Regions from separate parts of the Mus musculus genome. Here region 2 is linked to region 1. Evidence: chromatin contacts called from public Micro-C data. All regions are on one chromosome and are shown on one strand. The core of a region is the stretch at or near the end of the contact, and the rest is flanking DNA. Distances in the headings are between cores, read along the strand shown. Region 1 overlaps Creb5 (cAMP responsive element binding protein 5). Region 2 has its middle 110 kb from the start of Tril.

The links. A called contact is a pair of places that touch in the nucleus more often than the background predicts.
Region 2: a contact with region 1 is called in a Micro-C map of macrophages, with 9 times the contacts expected there. The contact joins two enhancer-like sites. A contact is called at or near these places in 5 of 39 promoter capture datasets (cranial neural crest, embryonic stem cells, liver and 2 more), 5 of 484 Hi-C or Micro-C datasets (bone marrow-derived macrophages, epidermal suprabasal cells and macrophages), 2 of 115 datasets of contacts at active chromatin or transcription factors (bone marrow-derived dendritic cells and bone marrow-derived macrophages) and 2 of 9 other capture datasets (bone marrow-derived macrophages and embryonic stem cells).

The regions. Positions count from the first base shown.
Region 1 is chr6:53,445,898-53,453,271 of GRCm38.p6, reverse strand. Creb5 (cAMP responsive element binding protein 5) reads right to left here. Exons shown (of 11, transcript NM_001327821.1): 5 at 5,554-5,726. Among named protein-coding and RNA genes, the nearest start is that of Gm38815, 22 kb to the left of the region's middle. Within about 2 kb of position 4,516, at least 77 of the 459 cell types and tissues checked have an H3K27ac peak or open chromatin away from gene starts, as enhancers often do. A contact at or near this core is called in bone marrow-derived dendritic cells, bone marrow-derived macrophages and macrophages, where this site is marked.
Region 2 is chr6:53,710,613-53,717,986 of GRCm38.p6, reverse strand. No RefSeq gene overlaps it. Among named protein-coding and RNA genes, the nearest start is that of Tril, 110 kb to the left of the region's middle. Within about 2 kb of position 4,661, at least 42 of the 459 cell types and tissues checked have an H3K27ac peak or open chromatin away from gene starts, as enhancers often do. A contact at or near this core is called in bone marrow-derived dendritic cells, bone marrow-derived macrophages and macrophages, where this site is marked.

The DNA.
Region 1 (7,374 bases), core at 3,267-5,766:
TCTGCTTCCAAATACTTACAACATTCTTGGGTCTCTGTCCCTTAGAGTCTCCCAACAGAAGGAAGCAGCTGCTGTCCGCTCCAAACGCTCATCTATGTCTGCCCTGGGCTACCCAATTAGTAGATGAACACATACTCTTACACAGTGACCAGGCTGAGCCTCAGCCAGCTCCCGTGTGCGCATGATTCTCTTATTTCAGACACTGCCCTGTGTCTTCCGTGGCATGAGGGAGGCAATGTGTACTTTGGGATGCAACAAGACAACTCTGTCCATCACTGGCTGGTGACTGAGGACATGTGACTTTCCTTCCTGGGCAATAAAACAGAGATGGGGTGGAGCATACGCCTACCTCTCGAGCCACTGGAGAAGGACAGGAAACAGCGTACAGAGCTACCTCAGAGCTCTCACGTTGTAAGCATGGGGCCCACATCAGCATCTCTATCCTCACTGTCAGCCTCTTGACCAAGGATCTTTCTAACAACGAGTTGAACCCACTGAAGGAGCTACAGTTTTCTCTGCCAAGCAGACCAGCCTTTCTGTGTTCCAGATGAGGAGCTGAGACACAAACATACAATGGTTGCTGAGGTACCAGAGGCTGTATGTAGCCAGATTTGGAGACAAGAGCAAGGGCTGCTTTGCTGGACTTTGGGACACTGAGCCATGTGCCCCTGTCTTCCGGCTCCACCCCTTCCTTCGTCTGGCTATAATACTATGTGGTGTTACAGCCTCTGACTGTTCAGAAACATTCTATTTCCTCAGGTATCAGTACTTAATGCTTTGTTCCACACATAAAACCCTGTGAGTGGAAGGCTGCTGGCCCCCTTGTCAGAGGTAATTTCTCAAGGCTCTGCCTGGGATTTAACGGAAGCCATATGGTTAAGTCTGTCAGCCCTCTCAGAAAGCAATCCCCCTGAAGGGCCCTCGTAAATGTTCTCGGGGCTGTGAAAGATCTAGCAATTTTTAAACAATAAAGCTATGCTCATAGCCATGATATTCAGCCGAACACAAAGCAGGAAATAATGGATTCTGGTCTGAATTACTTAAAGGCAGCATCGACTTGTCCTGACTGAGGGTTGCAGTTGCAAGACAACCTGAAATCTAACCCCACTGCCTCCGACAGGAAGGAACTGGCCAGGATGTCCCCAACGTAAGCCTATGGTGGACAGTGACAGCCACAGCTAGGCTTAGGTTGGTTGAGGTATTTAGGAAAACTCTTAATAATGATATCAAACGTGGGATTTGCAGCACATTTTAAACTGTGGTGTCCTATTATCTTGATTTTTAAACTCCCTGTCTGTGAATGCAGCACTTCTCAACCTCGCCTTATTTCTTTTTCACACAGGAATAGTGCTAGGAGCTCCTTGCCTCTGAACGCCCACCCCGTCCCTAGCTAATGGCACTCCGAATGACAATGGCAATCCACACAGCGGAGCCTCCTTGTTCTCCTTGGAGAAAGCAGCCGTGCCTTGCCACCTATGCTTTACTTTCGATTTTTATTCTTTATGGTTTGTTTTTGTTGGTTTTCCTCCGTGTGCCCGAGGGACCATCACTGGACACTGTCCATGACATAGCATAAGGAATTGCAAGGAAGCACCAGAAAGCAGCATAGGCTGGGTGTGAAGATGTGGAATCCATGCTAACGGCGCCTTCTTATATAAAACAAGTTTGACTCCCAACACTCTGCACTGTTTATTATGGGGAAGTAGAGTTGCCTAGCCTCAGCTCCGTGCAAATAGAGTTTATGACCCCATACCCACTTACTATGCATGATGTAGGCATTTGTACCCCACGGACTAGAATCTGAGTGAAATCAGGGAGGGATTTACCACCTAAGCAGCTTCATATATGCACTCTGTATTGCCACATTTGGCTAACTAATGCAACCAAAATGTTTCACGTGTATATATTCTAATGCATACAATTTTCATTATAAGCGATTACTGTGATGCCTCCCTCATCATGAGCATGCATTTACCCAGTATACAGAGAAGTAAAAAGCAAGAAGAAAATCCATAGAATAGGTCAGTGGGTCAACAGTGCCTCTAGCAACCTGTCAGAACCCTCTACTGTAGAACGTTGTTGAAGAACTCCGTGTCCTTCCTTATTATCTGCATCACCCACCCGAAGAGGGACTGCGCATGTATCACCTAGCACCTCAGAGGGAAACGGACTTCTCTAAGAACGCTTGGCTCTATTAGGATCACCACCTAGATTCTCCACTAACCCCCTGCTCCTCGAGAAATGCCTCATGTTAAGAGAGACACTGAGAGGCGCGTGGGATTTACATTGCGATTATCTGCTCCTGTGCCATCGTTCCCAGCCTTGGCTGACTTGATCCTGAGTTAATGAGCGTGTTATACGATATCTAGTAAAAATGACTGGGGTAGAGATACTGTTTGGAATGTGCCACATAGCTGGTTCAAGGCTAAATCGATTTCATCTCTAGCTAACACATGCTTGTTTTCTGTCTCTCTTGTCTCTCCACAACCCATAGCTCATTTTTTTTAACCCCATCTGGGAAACTTATCTCCTAAAACACCCCCATCAATCAGCCAAAGACACTCTTCCCGACAGGGCATCTGCCAGTTTTACTGAGCACAAGCAGTCACTGGTTTGGAGATGCCTCCCACATTCGCCAGAGCTGTGTGTTTTTCTAGCCTGTCTAACCACCCAAGTGCAATTTGGGATATTTATACTTCCCTGCAGTTTCTATTGAGATAATAGCACTACTTTTACAGAATTGAGCAAAGGGCATAGCAGGGGTTGCTGTGGAATAGAATAGAAGCTGAAGCTGCTGCGTGTCCACATACTTAATATTTCTTCACTTGTTTTGGTCTGCTTTGTCTCAGTGTCTGCCCCCCTCAGCCCAAGTGTGAAAACTAGATTCCTACAAGGGTATGTACCCTTGGTCGTGGAAGGCTTTACTGATAACTGGCATCACATCCATTTTGCAGACCTTTATGCCAAGCCTCTAAGCTTAACCTTTACAGCATGAAAAGGGGGTGGGGGCAGGGAAGGAGGGAGGGAAGAAGAGAGAGACAGAGACAGAGACAGAGAGAGACAGAGACAGAGAGACAGTGAGAGAGAGAGAGAGAGAGAGAGAGAGAGAGAGAGAGAGAGAGAGAGAGACTTGGCTACAGAATCTAAGCCCCAGTGAAAGGGAAGAAAAGACAGGGATAGGAGTCAGGCAGTCCCGTCTCCTGCAAAGTTCCAGTTGTGAATACACCCGCTGGCCACAGCACAAGAGTGTTATGCGTGGGCACAGGTGGGTCCCAGTCTCTCTGGCTGGATGCAGCTTCAGCACCTAGCCTGAATGAAGACTTTCATTGCTGTGTGCTGTTTTTGTTGGCCAATCGCCATGACAAACATTTGCAGGTGGCTTGGCCAGATTTTGACACTTAAATATTTGAGGTTGTGATAAAAATCAGAATATTACTACAATATGGTTCTCTATGCTCATGCATGTGCCCATACGCACACACACACACACACACACACACACACACACACTAGAAATTTTTAAAAAGCTATCTGCAATTTCAAATGCTCATTTGCCGACATCTCCCAGGGGAACTCGTATTTTAAAATGAGCACTCATTTCCTCTTTGCTGAGGGAAATAAAAGAGCCAACCATCCCCAAGTGTTACCACCTAGGGTTCCATACTCAATCCACTGGTGAGAAGGGCAGGGCTGGGTCCTGCTGAGCCCCTCGATCATCTGGGCAGAGCTTTGGATGGGTCACGTGGAGGAGAAGAAGCCCAGGAGTGACAGGATGTGGGGGTTTTGAATCAACAGAGTAAGCACAACAGGGAAGGATCTGGAGAAAAGAAATAGCCTCCCTCAAGCTGGGCAACGAGACAGAGACAGAGCCCTAGAAGTAACAATTATCTCCTAGAACACATACACACAACGCCCCCAAGAAGCAGAAAGAACGGCAGAGTGACACAGCCTACAAATGTCACCCAAAATGTACAGTCTGGGGCCAGCTGGGTAAATTATTGACAGAGTCAACACCCATCTTAAAATTTAGTGCTAGCCTTAAAAGGATTGCTTCATAAAACCCAGTGCTGCGTTAACAATGGGGAACACTAAGGGCCTCAGAGAGGGTTGTGGGCAGGGGTACAAGGGGCAGGCGAGGGCTGCAGGGGGGGAAGAATGCTGTAAAACTGCTAGTAAACTCTAGCACATTTTATGCTTTTCCCCCCTTGAAAGAAAAATAAAATAATTATAATTAGCTGGTCCAGCTGTGAATTGTCTGCCCGCAGCCAGGGCCCAAGAGAAAAAGGAGTCCCCCGGGATGCAGACACCATCTTTAATGAAGCCACATTACCTTCCAAGGACATTGTGGTTTAGAGATAGTGGCAATACTTGCTTTTCAAGTTGCTTGAGAAGAAACCATTAGCAAAGATACTTGGCTAGGACGATACCCGCATTTTAAAGCAAAAGCAAGGACCCGGACATCCACACTCACTGCCTGTGCTTTGTCCCTCTGAGTCACCTAACCGAGAAGTCTGAGACACAGTTCCCTATTCTAGGGCACTCAAGGAGTGAGCCAAGGCTTTGTCCTGTGCCCACTCTTGTTCTCAGGGAAAAGGCACTAGGAAAAATTGTAAGGAAGCCTCAAAATTGTGTTTTAAGTCACCACAGCTAGTAGCCCCCTGAGAATTCAGACTGCATTTGGAGGTGAGTACAGCACACAGCAAGTTCCCCTTCTGGTTTCAGGGGCAGCCAATTGCCAGTGCCCATCAATGTACGCACAAGAAGTCAGTGCCTCTCTTCAGAGGCATGTAAAGAACAAACTCCATCCTCATTCTGGAGATAAGGAAGTGGGGAGGTTAAGAATTCGGCGTTTCTAAGAAATTGATGAGTAATGCCCGCATTGCTGATGGTCAGACCACACTCTGCAGCAAGGGGCCAAACCAGTCATATGATGTAAAGAAGCGAGAACAATTTCCAAGACATGATATGTATAGATGTCAAGATACTTCTACCAGTTTCCCTCAAGGTCTTAATATTGCCTTGTTTCATAAATGAGAGGGAAGGGCCCTGCTTACAAGTATAGGCCAATGGAAAGGCCAGGAAGGGCTGACGAGAAAGAAATAACAAGAAAGAGAGGTGGGAAGAAAGACCAGAAAGAATGGCAAGTTGTGGAATACACAGGTGTCCCAGCCAAGCAGCTGCAAACCCCCTAGGAAGGAGTTTGTGGTTGGGGTCACACTGCCAGGAGGTGCCTGGGCTAGCAGAACTCCTCTCTGTTGCCACCGACCATTGCTCCTGAGCAGTCTTCTGCGGTCTGCATGACACCACTAATTTTGTCTGCCATTCACAAATCTTATTTGAAGAAATAAGGTCACATAATGAATAGCTTTCCCCCTCGACATCTAGGATCAAAATAGCCCCAAGCAAACGGAGACGCCTTTTCTCATCCAAAGCATCACTCTTTTGGCAGCATCATATCAGACGGGAAAAACAACAAATCCAAGCACTAGAACCAGGGAGAATATACAAAAGGTTGCCTGAGCTCTTCCAGAGACAGAGAGGAAGTCTTCTTACCCAATCTGGCGGTTGGTGGAAGGAGCCTGAGTGATGACCGAGCTGGACTGGGGAGAAGGCATGGCTTGCTGAATCACAACGCTGCTGTCATGGTTGGGCATCCGAGTGCTGCCTAGCTGGTGAGCTCCGGGTCCCGTCATGGTCCCACCAACTGTATTATGCATGGAGATATTCTGCCCAGAGAAGACAGAGGAGAAAGGTCAGAAGGAGCCAATGTTTCATCTACTCCCCACACCTCCAAGGCCAAAGCTGGAAATCTGACCGTGTTGCCTAAACAGAGTTAGAGCTTCTAGCAAGGCAAGGATTCATTTTTCTTGCTATACCTGAACAGTTAAGAGGAGGTGCAAAATAAATACTTATCCAAAAAGTGAAACATACCTGGAAATAAATGCCTTGACATTTGCTGAGCATACTGCCACCAGCCATCCTGAGGGAAGGCTCATGTGGCAGGAAGTAAGGATGGGTAGTGTATACCTCACCTGACTAAGTGATGCACACTGCACCAGAAAATGGTGGTACAGGGTGCTGTGATCTTGTGGATTTCATCCATCTTGATTCCGTGTATGCATCATACCAGGTCGATTTCCTTGCTTTCAGTTCTACAACACTATAGCCACCTACCTTCTTTTCAAAGAATCATATTTTTCTAGATATAATCATGGTGCTAAACAATCTATAAACTGTGTAGATTCCAATATAAGTTCTAAAAGTAGGTTCTAATGTAGATTCTACAATGTGATGGCTCTACTAGATCAAATTGGGGCCCTGGGCTCCAGTGTCAAGAATAACACAACATATTTCCATGTCTTAAAATCACCCTCTGGCAACCACATGGATTATTGGAATGATGGTACATGGAGCAGAGTAGCCCTTCAACAAACGCTATTGCCCAGATGAACTAAAGAAGCAATATCCGAGTCACACAACGGGCTACTGCCATGCCTGGATTTCTGATGATCCTGATGAAAGCTGTGGGGTTTGAAATAAGCTAAAACAAAAATGCGTTAAATAAGTATATTAGGTAGAAAAGCAAGCCAGTGGGGCACCAAGGTGGGAATGCATATGGAGGCCGAAGAAGACTGATCAAGGCATGAGGGCTGACATGTGACAAAGTCAGAACCTGGCAAACGAGAGAAGATGCACGGACATCAAGGCACAGGCAAGAGTCTGCAGCAGACCCCTGGGCAGGCAGGCAACATGTCCGTCAGCCTAGAAGGGCCGGGGAGTTCCAGAGGTTGATAGGAAAATAAGATGAAGATGCGGGGGAAAAATGGAGTGTCACTTGCAATTCACTTGAGGGAAAAAAAAGTATATATTTGTCCACACTTTGGTGTTACCCAGGGGGAAAGAAATCAAAGGAGATCATGAAGTGGCCCTTTGAATTTCTTCTGCCAAGAGCAGGATTTCCTGCACTATGTGTTAAATGACAGTGATAACATGTCAGGTACTGGGGGTGGCTACACCCATCACGTGACACCTTTCCCAGGTTTCTGATTTCTGAGCCCTAACCACACAATTTGTAATTTGTAAGGAGTTCAGATGGAAAACAGGCACCTGGCTTAGACTGAGTCTTGACTATGTCATCACGGGGTCCCAAAGGCTCAAATATATATACGTGTGACCTGAAAGCTCCTCTTGCACACCGGAAGGATTTTCTGGCATGAGGAAATTCTGTGGCTAGGCAAATGGCGGAGGAAGGAAATGGTGTGTAGAGACAGGTTTCCGTGCAGGCGGGAGTTTGCTGCATTTTCTTTTATAGGATCTAAGGCTTCAAAAGTCACGAGAATAACGATGAAAATATACATCATGTGTTATTCTTCT
Region 2 (7,374 bases), core at 3,412-5,911, 260 kb before region 1:
TTCACCCTGACATTCAGCCAACGGGATGCTTAATGCATCTATCATAATTACCGACACTCAAAAAGGCAATTTTCACTCATCTCAAAAGACTTTATAAATTCTGAATTTGTAGGGTTTTCGTTAATAAGGTATTTCTATAATATTTCCAAAAACTATTTACTCTGAAAAAATGTTTAGAACACCGATGTGGCGCACTGATGTTTCACTAGTGGTCTGCAGTTCAACAGGCCTTTGCCATTTACAAGGGATATTCTGCATGCTTCCTCTATAGAAGTGCCTTCAAGGACCAAGGCCTTTTTGATTATAGAAGGATCTTATTGTTGGAAGAAATAATGAGCCAATACAATTCAGAAATGTGCACAACATCAGTTTTAGGGAAAATATATTCAATAAAAACATAAATCTTTCCTTTTTAAGGTTTATTTATTTATGTATTATATGTGTACAGCTGTCTTGTCTATGTTTATATCTGCACACCCGAACAGGGCATCAGATCTCATGGGACTACAGCGGCTACAGATGCCTGTGAGCTGCCATGTGGGTGTTGGGATTTGAACTCAGGACCTCTGTAACAGCAGCCAGTGCTCTTAACTACTAAGCCATCACTCTAGCCCAGATTTCTTCCTTTAAAAAACATTTGCTTATTATTTTCATTTATGTGTGTGTGCTTGCATATGTTTATGTGCACCACAGGTGTGTAAGTGCCTGTGGAGGCCAGAGGTCGGCAGATGACCTGCACTGGAGTTCCAGACAGTTGTGAGTTGCCTTCTGTGTATGCTGAGAATGGACCTGGGTCCTCTTCAAGAGCAGTACATGTCCTTCAGCTTGGCGCCGCCTCTCCAGCCCCAACATATTTCTTTTTAATGTAAAGTAATGGGTGTTCCAAATTAAAATTCAAGTCATACCACATAGAAAATTGTAGAGTGTATTAAATATCCCTGATAATTCTGCCTAGCATGCAAGAATAGTCATTTACCAAGAATAGCCAGTTACCACTTTTACATATATCAGTCCAAACAGATTTTATGTATAATATATGTATATATTTTGCACATTCACTATACATATGTTGTATTTATATAAATTATATATATTATTTTGTATACATTTTGTATATATTTTGTAATAAATATACATATATACATATTTTTTAAAAATAGCAAAGTATGTGTACATACCACAGATTCTTAAAGTATGGGGGTATAACCTCCTGGGCCATGTAATAGAATATTGGGTGTTGTAAAAATTTTGGCAACACTAAGAGCTTTCTAAAGGCAAAAAAATGAAAATTAATGTTAAATCAAACAAGTAATGAGTCTAGGGTGTTTTTGGCAGTGTGGACAGTTCACATCCCATGATTTCACTGAAGACCAAGCTATCAACATACAACATGCGCACTAATCCTGTTGTCACACTGCACGAAGTGAAGCAACATTGCTTAAAACACCGTGGCTCAGAAGCAAGGCCGTTTCTCATTATGACTTGCAGGGTTTTTACTGTCTATGTAAAGTGTTGTGCTCATATGAACATAATAGTTTAGTTATGGAAAAGAAACTCTGTTAGTATTTTCTATTATCAGTATTCAGGGTGGAAGAAGTACATCCCTGCCCAGCAAGAACCAGTTAGAAAGCGGTTCCCGCAGCCACCAAGAGCCTATCTGGCATCACGTCTTTACACTGCTTGGCTAGCTTGTTTCTAAAGGGTCTGCGCAAATTGTTCTAAAGTAAACTTGGTTTCTTTAGCTAATATTTTAAGTGTGAGGGAAAGAACTTAAACAAATATGTGGATTTTTGTTACATTCCTCATGAGTTAGGGAAGTAGAACACACCACTCTCCAGCCGCACATCAGATGCCAGGCAGTCTGGACCACAGTTAGAGCGTCTATTGGAGGCTATTACTGCTGCAAGAAAATCCTGTTCCTAGACCAAGTTTGGGCAGCGACACCGAAGTTTACGAAGCTCATTTGCTCAACTCTTCCTTACTGAAATAACGGGCTTGAGTGTGATTATTGTTCTGTAGATTCAAATCACTATTGCTTAAAAACAAGAGAGCCACGGGAGGATAGCAAAATCGCCGGTTTGCGCTTCATCCTTTCTGATCACGCTCTGTCCCAGGAGCCGTGGGTTTGCAGTTTTCATCTCCCCTGCAGTTTATCTACTGCACTCGGAAAGAAAGACCGACTTTGTTTATAAATTTCTAAGAAGTTAAAACCACTAAGATCCACTCCTAGTGTTGCATATCACTAGCAGTATACAAAAGGAGATGAACCCTCTTAACGAAATCTCTCAGCAAGTTCTAGAAAGAAAAATTAGTTCGCTGGTCCCCAAGTGCAGACTGATGGAGGTGATTCTAGTGTTGGCATGGAATTTTCTTCTTTCTTTGAAATTTCCAGTTATAGGCTGGGCTACAACCCTTCGTCCTACATGAAAACACAGCTTTATTGTGGGTAGGAACAAGCCAATCGCTGTTAGCTGCTCTGTCTCCCTTTGCAATCCACGGGGTAAGAAGGCTACATCATGAGAGAGATGACTACAGAGCTGGTTGCCCAAATAGCTTTTTCCCCTGTCATGTTTTGATGGTTCCCGCCTGTTTTCCTAAGGCAGAAGAAGATGGGTTGAGCCTCTTGGGGGGGGGGGGGTTACTGTTTCTTTCCTGAGATGCTCAGTAGAGATGATGAACATGGGCCAGGGTGGGAAGCAGGGAGGACCCGGCTGAAATTTTGGCAAGGGCCGCAGAGTGGGCCCCACCTAAACACTGACAGAACACACGGTCCTGGTCCAAGCTGTTCCACAGATGTGAGCTGGGTGCCTCCCAGCTCCAGCTGATGTGGCTTAGTAGATGAAGTGGCATTTTCCCCTTAGGAGTCTCCAATGCTGAAATCCTCTCAGGGGATTGGCTGCTTATGATAACGCGTGCTTGAAGATAGCCCTCCACGCCCGTCTTTGGGTGACCTCATAGGCAAGAGGCAGAGTGGCCTCTGAAGGAAACTTGCAGAGTGGAGACTCCCGGGTGGGCGAGGTTCCCTTCCTGGTTTGGTAATCCTTATGACCCCACAGGGTATGGAGAGTGGTGTGAGGGTCTGGTCTCACACAGCTGTCGGGTGGGAAAGAGGGAACTGAGGCAGGAGGCGAGACTGCTGGCTCAGATATTTATTAGTTCACTGAGCAACTGCTGAGTGACAGGGGCTCCTCGCTCCCAGCAGGCGGCCATTCATGGAACATATTTTTAACGTGAATCGCAAGAGAATTAACAAAAATATGAAATGGCTAATTAGACTGCCATCTCACAAAGGCCCTGCCTGATGACAAGTTTCTTGGTCGGTCTCACCGGTTGCTGGTTTCCAAGCAGAATGAAGTCAGAGGCCATGAATCCTGGTCTCAGGCGGGGCCGCGGGGTGAGGGTTGCGGGGAAGAAGGGGATAAGGGTGGATATTCAGCAGGCCTTAATGTATTCCTAATGTGTTGGTGAGGTAAGCGTCTTCTAGAAGCCTCTGGGGTGGGGGCTGGGGAGGGCACCTCAGTTTGAGGTGGGAGCAGTGGTCTAGACACACAGAGTAATTCTAGAGAATCTGTTCTTTGTGCGACCAGTGGCAGAGTGGCCAGAAGGCTTTCTGGGAGATTTTAAACTCAGGAGCTGGTAACCCAGTTCTCGAGATCAGAAGAAGGATAGAAACTCGACTCTATTCGTTTGTGTAGGACTCACTATATCCCTGAAGGGTATACGAAAAATAAGTAAAATAAGGCTTTCTTCATTGTTTGATGGTTTATACTGCAGTTTCCCCATATTTAGAAGCAGAGTCCATGAAAGGCAGCATTGCTGGGTCATACTGAAGACTCTATAAGCTAAGCTTGGAAAGGATTTACAATATTCGTCTGTAACCTCATCTCACAAAAAGGAAGGAAGGAAGGAAGGAAGGAAGGAAGGAAGGAAGGAAGGAAGGAAAGAGAAAGAAAGAAAGAAAGGAAGGAAGGAAGGAAGGAAGGAAGGAGAGAGAAAGAGAAAAGACAAGATGAAGAAAAAGTTCTGTCCTGGGAATGAATAGAAGAGAGCAGCAAGGCCCTTTCTTTCATCTTCACGCAGACAGGCAGGCTAGCAGCCTAAGTCTAAGTAGGACTGGGGTTTTGGCAGCACCAGAACCCCAGATACTTCGGTAACCATTTTGCCATACAAACTACACAAAGTTTAGGGGCTCCAACGGTCATTGGTCTCCAAGAACAAAAGGCAGATCACCGCTGAGCCAGGTTCTATTTATCTCTAAGACTATTTACGTATTCATCTATTTAATTGTCCAGTGCCAGAAACAGAGTAGAATGAAATTGTTAACTCTTTCTGGGCAAGTGCTCTCCCACTGAACTCGGCCACACTGCTTTTGAGTTCCCTCCCCCCCTCCTCTCCCCTTCCTTCTTTCCTTTTGTGGGATGAGAGATCAAGCCCAGGGCCTTGTAGATTAAGAAACACGCATGCTGCCAGTTACACCCTTTCCCCTTCTCCTTAAGCTCAGTTACACGATGCCAACGGACTGACTCGGTGAATACGCGCCACTCCCACTCGGAGCAGAACTTGCCCGGAAACTCAGTCACATCCTACAGATACAGGAGTTAAGAACCAGCCACTCACTGTTGCCCTCAAGGGGAGGGAACATTTCATTCTGTACAAGTCAACTTACAGAGCTTGTACTTTCAAATGCAGAGAGCTGGGGATGAGGAAGCTATAAAACCACAGGAGGCAATGCTGTTCTCCTTTGCAGAAATGGTGATTTCTGTCTCTGTGGCTCCCTGACAGCAGCTCCTCTATGAATGTGACTGTTGGTCTGCGTGGACCTGAATGGTTTTCTATTGTTCAGGCCCCTGATGTGCAGACGCTTATAAGAATCGATCAGTAGGTTAGTCAATCAATCAATCAATCAATCAATATCAAGTCATCCACCCATCTTTCTATAAACAAAGCTAAGGATCGAGGAAGACACTGCCCAAGCCTGGCTTGATGAGGACTGTTATCCTCCGGCAAGCAGCAATGGTTCTGCTGTAGAGCATAAAAGAATGGTTTACTGTCCCACTTTTCAGATCCTACTCATCTGTCAGACAGGAAGCACACGCAGATTTCTCTAAATATATTTTACCAGTGACAGAAAATCTGAAAGTTAAAGCCAGGAAGGTGTTTTCCATGTTTCCTTCAGCATAGGAGTCCACAGGAACATTCAACATCGAAGCTTTGTGAATAGTGTTGGATGCTTATTAAAAATAAGGGACATAGATGACCAGCGTCTTGAGCAGCTCTTGCCAGTAAAGGGTTAGGGCTGTTCTGGTTCTAGAACCCACGTCTCAGGAAGGAACCATCCGAGATAACACAGAAAAAAAGAATTCTGTTTCTTGTCTAACAACTTAAAATCCCCATTCTCTGCCTTTCTCCTTAAATCTCAAAGTTGGTTTCGCTGAGGTTTTCTTGTAAAATTTTAGGGCTTTAATTGCATTTCTGCGGCGAGTCACCTTTGAGCTTTCTGTACTTTCTACATCAAGAAGTGTCTTTGCTGTAACGAGGAAAATATAGACAGATGTTTGCTCTTATCTAGACTGAGAACAGTTCGGAGGGCCCAGACTAAATGGGAAGGTGGCCTTGTGCTCTGAGCCTGTAACCAGGAACTATGGCCTATCAACAGAGTCTAATGGAATGGTCAACACAGAAAGCTCCTTTTAACCTCTGTAGCACTTAACATGATTGTCCAGTAAAATATTAGCCCCAAGGCCACTACTGAGTGGGAGGTCAGAAAAACTGGCTAATTTGGGACCCACTGGATTGCATGAGCCATAGCATCATTGAGATTAATGCAAGTCAAGGAGCCTCATGTCAGGGATGTGAGCATGTCAGGGATGTGAGCATGTCAGGGATGTGTGCATGTCAGGGATGTGAGCATGTCAGGGATGTGAGCATGTCAGGGATGTGAGCATGTCAGGGATGTGTGCATGTCAGGGATGTGTGCATGTCAGGGATGTGTGCGTGTCAGGGATGTGTGCATGTCAGGGATGTGTGCGTGTCAGGGATGTGTGCATGTCAGGGATGTGTGCGTGTCAGGGATGTGTGCATATCAGGGATGTGTGCATGACAGGGATGTGTGAATGTCAGGAATGTGTGCATGTCAGGGATGTATGCATGTCAGGGATGTGTGCATGTGTCCTAGGGTGGAGAGCTCTTAGACTCCTGGATCAATTATTTTCTTCCAGGACAAGGTCAGTGTACCCAAAGGAGAATGGCTAAGAGCTTTTCTGAGGTTTCACAAGTTACATGCTCATCACATTTGGACTCTCTACTGGATTTTGTCGGGGGGAAGAGGGGCCTTTCATATTGGATGAAATATCTGAGCAATCGGTTCCCAATACTCTTAAATAAGACTGTTATATTTTGTTTTGTGTTGAGGTCGTGTGTGTGTTTGTATGTGTGTGTATGTGTGTGTGTGTGGAGAGAGAGAGAGAGGGAGGGAGGGAGGGAGGGAGTTATTGGCATTATTATAGAAGTTAGTAGAATATAAATATACTCAAACACATTTACAAACCTTGTCTCAATGCCAAGCTCTGTATTGAGTACCATAAGAGACAACAGAAAAGAGTAAGTTACAACACAGTTCCACAGATGCGATATTCTACTAGGTGAGTGAAACAGAGATGTAAATAGTGACATGAAGCAGACTGTGATAGACTACGGTAAAACGACTACTAAAACCTTATGAGAGTAGATAAAAACACACATTGCAATTCTCAGTAAGGGACTTGGGCCTGAACTTGGAGGACGTGGGAGTTTGACAGGCATTGGTAGGATGAAGGGGTGAGCAAAGGGATTCCTGACAGAGGAATGTCTGTAAACAAATTCATTCCCGGGTAAGGGGCAGGTCTGCATGGTGATCCTCGTTCCTGGGACTAGGGAATGAAGCAGGAAGGTGGGAAAAGACGTGGAGGATTGGAGACATGCTTGTGAGAATTTGCAGAATTTTATTGTCAATGTATTAAAGTCCCTGAATCTGGGATTTGCTTGGAGCTTAGTGAAGAGCCACAGAAGGCAGTTCAGTTTAGAAATGGGTGTGTGTGTTTGTACTAGAGTGGCCTCTGTCTGCACACATATATGTGTTGTGTAAATATTTGCAGTCATGTCAGGGGAAAAGAAGAAGGCATCAAAAGGGAAGCAGGGAGCGCTGTGGGCTGGGCCTGTCTTGGACTTTCCCTGGTGTATAAGAAGGAACTAAGATTTGTGTGTCAAACCAGAAACACGTTTGGCAATGCCAGTAGCGAGGCTGTGGCCTTAAGGGTGCCAGGGTTCTGGATCCTAGGAACCTGACTTTTCACTCTCTTGAAGGGCTGTACTTATCAGTCCCAAGACCGCTGGGTA